Linked DNA regions of Danio rerio: region 1 is linked to region 2. The links are chromatin contacts, called in public HiChIP or PLAC-seq maps. All regions are on one chromosome and are shown on one strand. Each heading gives the region's core, a stretch centred on a gene start, on an enhancer-like site or on the middle of the called end of the contact. The rest is flanking DNA. Distances are from core to core; before and after follow the strand shown. Region 1 holds the start of cfap92 (cilia and flagella associated protein 92 (putative)). Region 2 holds the start of dynlrb1 (dynein, light chain, roadblock-type 1).

Region 1 (3,556 bases), core at 211-2,710, 83 kb before region 2:
TTAAATTTTAAAAAGCATGCACAAATAATTCTAAAATGTGCTAATTATTTTTTCTAAGTGGAAGACAAAAGTGTTCACCCTAAACTGTGAGGTGCACAATAGAAGTTTGAGGAGGCCATTAACTGATACCCTAAACCAGCTTTCTTTGGGGTCAGTGATGCAAAACCACAAGTGCATAATTTATGAATCACCAAATGTTTGGTTATCAGGTCAAAGTAGCATACTTAGCGTTATTCTACATATAAATAATTTATTGTTTACAAGCCCGGTTGTTAACCACTAATTAATCACAACGGTTTACCTTAGTCTCACTGGCCATGTAGAGCTTAGCTGCTAATCCAAACATCACTAGATCTACTCTGGTTGGTTCAGGGTCATCAGGCAGCATGTTGTACTCAATGCAATAATAGCCCTCGGCTCTGGGGGCCTCTACTACCTCATTGGATGTCTCGTTCTTTGTCCCTTTTTTTCTTTTCTCTGTAAAACACTCCTCATGCTCTGATTCAAGAGAATACAAAATAATATTAGTAGCCTATTCGTGCTAATACTATTTTCCATGCATAAGAGTTTAGCATGGTTTTAGGCATTGTTTTGTCATTAACAATGTGCAATATAATGCAGAAATATGTAATATGGGATACATTAAAGGGATAGTTCCATCCCAAAATTAAAATTCCCTATACACACAGTCAAGTGGTTCTAAACTTTTATCAATTTCTTTCTTCTGTTTAAGAAAAAGGAAGATATAGCTACTTAAAGGTGTACCTTCAGTAGTAGGCTACTTTTGTTCTTGTCTCTTTATATGTAAATTGCTGCTTTTTGTTCAGAAAAATCTAACAGAAAAAAAAAGGTTTAGAACCACTTATGTGTAAGGCGATGGTGAGGACATTAATTTTTGGGTAAAATATCACTTTAATGTCTGAACAGCACCATATTATACCTTTAAAGATAGCTAATGCAATGCTGACTGTACAGCTGACAGTGTGGCTTGAGTCTGTTGTAAATGATTGATCATCCCCAGAACTGTATTCTGGCATCCCAATATATGGATCATAATTGTTAAGTTCTTCGACTTCATATTCTGTATGCAGTGCTGAGTTTAAATGCAAATCTTCAATTCTCTCCATGTCAGGCGATGTTGAATTCATCTAGAAATGCTGGATCCAGGAGGAGATATTGATGTCAGGTAATGGTTTTAAAGTAACGTTACAACAACAACAAAACTATTCAATGAATAAATCCTCTGCAACGTAAGGTCACGTTATAAACTTAATGTTGAACAAGCACTGATATTTTAAACGTTGAACAGACAACTTACCTTAACCGACAGCAGTTTTTCAGCATTTTCTCTTCAGCGCTGTGTTTTATGTTTTAACTGATCTTAAAAGCTTTGGAGAACTTTGTAACGTCAGCTTTTGTTATAGGAATGCTTTGAGTCGCCTTGACGACCGGAGTCGCGTGAACGTAATGAGGAGCGCGCGCTAGTAAATAGAAAATGACAAGCGGCTCATGGAGCAGTAACTACAGTCAGCAGCAGTTACACACTGGCCAATCGACACTCGACTCCATCGACACTTCAAAGCTTCAGGATTAAAAGGAAAAGAGCATTTCAATCCCCTTGCTGCCAAAGGAAACTTTATGGCAAGTAGGCTATACATTACTTTTACATTAAAAGGTTATCCTCGAAAAATGTGACAAAATATGAATGAAAAATGAAAAAATATATATATTATACAGTTTTTACGTAGGATATTATTCAATTTAAGTGGTAGTAGGGTGCAGGCCCGGATTGGGTAATCGGGAGGACCGGGAATTCTCCCGGTGGGCCGGTCCGTTTTTTGGCCGCGAGGGCCGGTGTCCGTAGCTCCAGAATCTTTTGCTCTCAGCAGTTACACTTTTTAAATTTATTTATTTACTTGACCACAGCCTTTTTATTCGTTATTTTACCGCAACACTTCTCTTTTCATCTATTTTAATAATAATAATAATAATTAATAAAACTCAGTTGTGTCTCCATTTTGATTATAGTTATTGTGGTCCAGCGGTTAGCATGTTAGGTAAAGATTCCGCGGACCCGGGTTTGATCCTCATTAGAGTAACTTATTGTTTTCGTTTTTATTGTTAAGACATATAATACTGTTAGGGTTGTTGAACATTTGAAGTTCTAAAGCAGCTGTTTTTTTTTTCAAAAAAATACGTGATAGTGTCATTAGAAACTGATTTGGAAATGACCTTATTTTAATATAGTCAGTCGTGAACTGAGGTGGGCCGGTCTGAAGCTTGAAACTCCAGGGCTGAAAAGGTGTCCCACTCCGGCCCTGGTAGGGTGAATTCGGGTAATCTGGGACACTTTTTGCAATTTTGACTTCAGCTCTCATTTTCAATGTCTGTCTAACTAGAACCACATATGAGACTTTTCTAAAATCCCTAAGATGTTTTCTAACCACCTAAGAAAACATAATATAGATATTATACTGAGAAGAGCCATGCCACACCTATTAGTATTTATTTGTCAAAAACAAAAATTCTGCCTGAATTTGATAATCTGGGACAGGTCACTTCGTAATCTGGGACATTATGTATATGAGAGAAAGACTGTGTGTGTGTGTGTGTGTGTGTGTGTGTGTGTGTGTGTGTGTGTGTGTGTGTGTGTGTGTGTGTAAGAGAGAGAGAGAGAGAGAGAGAGAGAGAGATAGACTGTGTGTAAGGGTGTGTGTGTGTGTGTGTTTGTGTACAGCACATTGTACATTCCATCTTCGTAGTCATTAAACTTACAAAGTCTCTAAATGCATATTTCTCCCATTCGATAGACTGTCCCAGATTACCCAAACCATGCTGTCCCACATTATCAATCATATTTGATAATATGGGACAACAAAAAATGTTTGAAAGAAAACAAATCTAAAAACATTTTCAACACTTTAATACATATTTTGTTACTTGAATAGATCACAAACTATCACAATAGATCACAAACTTGAAGTCATGTGATTTTACTCACATGAAGTCCATGCTAAATTTATAATAAAAGTCCTGTTGCCTAAATTTTGTTGAAACAGAAATAAACACAGAGAAGCTTAGGTGTCCCAGATTACCCAATGTCCCAGATTACCCAAATTCACTTGGGTGTGAACAGACTGTAACAAAGATATTAATAAAAGAGTCAGTAGACCTAAACCTAAACCGTTTTTAACGGAAAATCTAAAGAAAATGTGACGTTACACGCGCTCCCGAGACCCTCTGTTTAGTTCTGAAATATGAAGACTAGTTCAAATATCCCATATAGCCTTTCTTATAATGAAAATATGACAAAAATAATATTAAATACATAATGTTTCCACATGTGCAGTTGAATTCAGAGTTAGTAGCCCCCCTTCGATTTTTTTCTTTTTTTTTAAATATTTTACAAATTATGTTTAACAGAGCAAGGGCATTTTCACAGTTTGTCTGATAATATATTTTTCTTCTGGAGAAAGTCTTATTATTTTTTTTATTTCGGCTAGAATAAAAGCTGTTTTTCTTTTTCAAATTATTTTAAGGTCAAGATTATTAGCCC
Region 2 (3,258 bases), core at 187-2,686:
CGCCACAGAGAGTGTCTGGTGTGCCATGTCGCGGCGCATCCGGTGTCGCAGTCAAAGTTAATTCAGTGTGCGTGGTTATTAGTATCAGTGTACAACCTCGGCACTTTAAACTAGAACACAGTTGTCTGTAAAACTGTCCAAAGACACAAAGACACTCTCTGCTTGGTCTTTGTCCGAGTCGAACATGTACGGCTGAATGCTGATCCTCTCACTCCTGCTCCATCTCACAGTCTGCTTGTCTGTTGCCAAACACAGAGCGGGTAAGCTCTTGGCTCCGCCCCCTTGTTACGTTGGGAGGGAAGCCGAAACTAATTTTCATGTGAAGCAACACATGCCTAAAACAGCAACTGTGTAAACGCCCCCAACATGACACTTTTGAACACACTATAATAAAAACATCTGAACTGTGTTTTGAACTGAACCTACACTGGCACACTCAGAAGAACCATAATACTAATATTAAATCATAAAAAGGGGTAAACTATGTGCCCTTTAAGCCCTGTTAGGCTTTTTCAACGTTAAGCGTTTTAGAATGAACCCACGAGATTGCAAAAAAAACTGCAGATTGCATTTGTTGTTTTTTCATATGCAGATGTAAAACTTGGTGGAATGTCTTACATGATTTGGTATTTTTAACAGTGATACATTTCTTTAATATAATCATGATACTACATTTTCATACCGTTACATCTCTAATGTATCTTTACCTGGTGCAATCATGATCTCATTCTTCTTTGATCGAACTCGTAGAAAGGTGAGATCATTCTGAGGGTCGATGTCCCTCACTATTCCCCGGGCCTTCATGAGCAGCTGATGGATGTTAGCAGCATACTGAACTGTGCTCGTGTTGTCAAGAGTGCTTTTAATGGGGATTCCTACGAGAAAACACACAGGACATATTAAAGACCCAACAACAAAGATGTCTTTGTTTTATGCTGCACTGAAGCACATGACATTGTTTGCAGCTCAACCAAAACACGCAATTACATCTGCTTATTTCTTAATTGGCAAATAATAGATACCTTCTGCATTAACAATGATGATTCCCTGTACTCCTTTCTGAGACTGAATCCTTTTAATAGTCTCCTCCACCTCGGCCTGAAACAGATTAAAACAGACAATTAAACCACAAAACCTGCTTATAACACGGCTAAATAGTTAGTATGCTTCAAGATAAACGTTCCGTTAAATTAATAAATTAGTCTTTACTGAAAAAATGTCGTGTTTTTGCTTTTGTTTACTCGAGAAATTGTTGGCTACTAAGGGCCATCTCGCAAATGACAACGCCCAGCAGTCATTGTTTACCTATTTAAAAACTCTTCTGAAAAATAAAGTGGTGAATAAAATGTTTTTTCAATTAAAGTCATGTATGATCATATATCAGTGGTAAAAATCTACTTGCCATTGTGAAGACAAACCGCTGTTTTCGTTGCTATGAATGATGCTGCTGCGAGCTACGGAAGTAGAAGTAGGTAATGTGTGTGTGAACGGTCGGTTGTGTGTTACTGCCATCTGCTGGACTGGAGCTTGTAGTTCTCTCGGATAGAAACAAAAAGGTTACTTTATTGCTGCTACTTCTTTTAGATATATTGTTAAACAGTATCTAGTGTATTGCCGTGAAAATACTTCATTGCTAGTACTTTTAGATATATTGTTAAACAGTATCTAGTGTATAAACGTGAAAATAAACACGAAGATTTCCGACTATACTTAGAATGACATCTTCATTGTTTTTAAGGAAGTTAAAGTGTTTTTGATCACGTGAAGCATGTGTGTTTGCCATATATTATTCATTCAATATTTTTTTCTTCAGCTTATTCCCTTTATTCATAAGGGGTTGCCACAGCTTGTCCAGATTTATGCAGCTGATGATGCTGATCGTTTTTATTTATTTACTTATTTTATTTATTTTTTTATTTAACAGGGACAGTTCTCATTAATAAACAGTAGCCAGAGTTAGCCACAACAGCTAATTTTTATCTGTTGCCCCCATACCAGATTTTAAAAGGCAACCTAAAATAACATTGAGTTCACAAAGTTTTAAAGTGTGTAGGGCTTTCTTATTTAGAGAGTCTCTGATACTACTAATATATAAGCATAATTCAGTCATCAACACCTTTAAATTCGGTTTCCTATTGGTTAATTTACATTTATGAATGTAAAATTTTGTTAGCAAAATAATTAATTAAATAAAAACAATTTTCCTCTTGATTATGGTACATAGAAATGGCAAAAAGTAAATTTTCCCACGGCAATGACAGGTTTAGAACACTGTAATTGTTTATTAATAAATTTTTGCACCTCACTCCATAAGTTGACTGAGTATGAGCAAGGCCAAAATAAATGTAAAGCAGTCTCCTCATATTCACTACAAAAATACAATTTACATCAATCCAACTTTAAATTTTTTGTAAATAATGTTTTGCTCAATAAAATATGTGGAGGAGTTTATAAGATATTTCTTTAATTTTATTTCTAACATAATATTTCTGTGGTAACAGCCACACTTTTTTCCAGCAAATCAGTTGATCCTTTAATGACATCCAATAAGATTGAATAAGGTACAGTAATAAGTTCTCTTTGGAAAAGGGTACGGATAGCCTTATTGTTAGTCTTGGTATGTATTGTAAAACAGGTTTTGCCCACATAGGTCTTTGTATTTGTTGGGGAAACCAGACAGAGCACCCGGAGGATACCCCACACAAACACGGGGAGAACATGCAAACTCCACACAGAAATGCCAACTGACCCAGCCTGAATTCAAATCCGTTCTTGCTGTGAGGCGACAGTGCTAACCACTGAGCCACCATGTCGCCCAATATATATTACATTACTCGTTCATTTTCTTTTCGGCTTTGTCACTTTATTAATCCAGGGTCGTCACAGCGGTATGAACTGCCAATTTATCCAGCACGTTTTTACGCAGCGGATGCCCTTTCAGCCACAACCCATCTCTGGAAAAATAAATTATATTATATTATATTATATTATATTATATTATATTATATTATATTATATTATGTTATGTTATGTTGTGTTGTGTTGTGTTGTGTTGTGTTGTGTTGTGTTGTGTTGTGTTGTGTTGTGTTGTGTTGTGTTGTGTTGTGTTATGTTATATTATATTATACTATACTATACTATACTATACTATACTATATTATATTATATTATATTATATTATATTATATTATATTATATTATATTATATTATATTATACAAGAAGGTTGCTGGGTCGATGATTCGAGCCTCGGCTCAGT

Evidence for each region. HiChIP or PLAC-seq counts read pairs in DNA pulled down with a chosen protein or histone mark.
Region 1: an H3K4me3 HiChIP or PLAC-seq map of gastrula embryo shows a contact between it and region 2, with 2.3 times the contacts expected there. The contact joins the promoter of cfap92 here to the promoter of dynlrb1 in region 2. A contact is called at or near these places in 2 of 4 datasets of contacts at active chromatin or transcription factors (embryo and gastrula embryo).

Annotation. Positions count from the first base shown.
Region 1 is chr11:28,763,297-28,766,852 of GRCz12tu, reverse strand. cfap92 (cilia and flagella associated protein 92 (putative)) reads right to left here and starts at 1,460. Exons shown (of 15, transcript XM_073916797.1): 1 at 1,319-1,460; 2 at 941-1,157.
Region 2 is chr11:28,680,892-28,684,149 of GRCz12tu, reverse strand. dynlrb1 (dynein, light chain, roadblock-type 1) reads right to left here and starts at 1,436. Exons shown (of 4, transcript NM_201188.1): 1 at 1,403-1,436; 2 at 1,023-1,098; 3 at 708-875. The coding sequence starts at 1,405.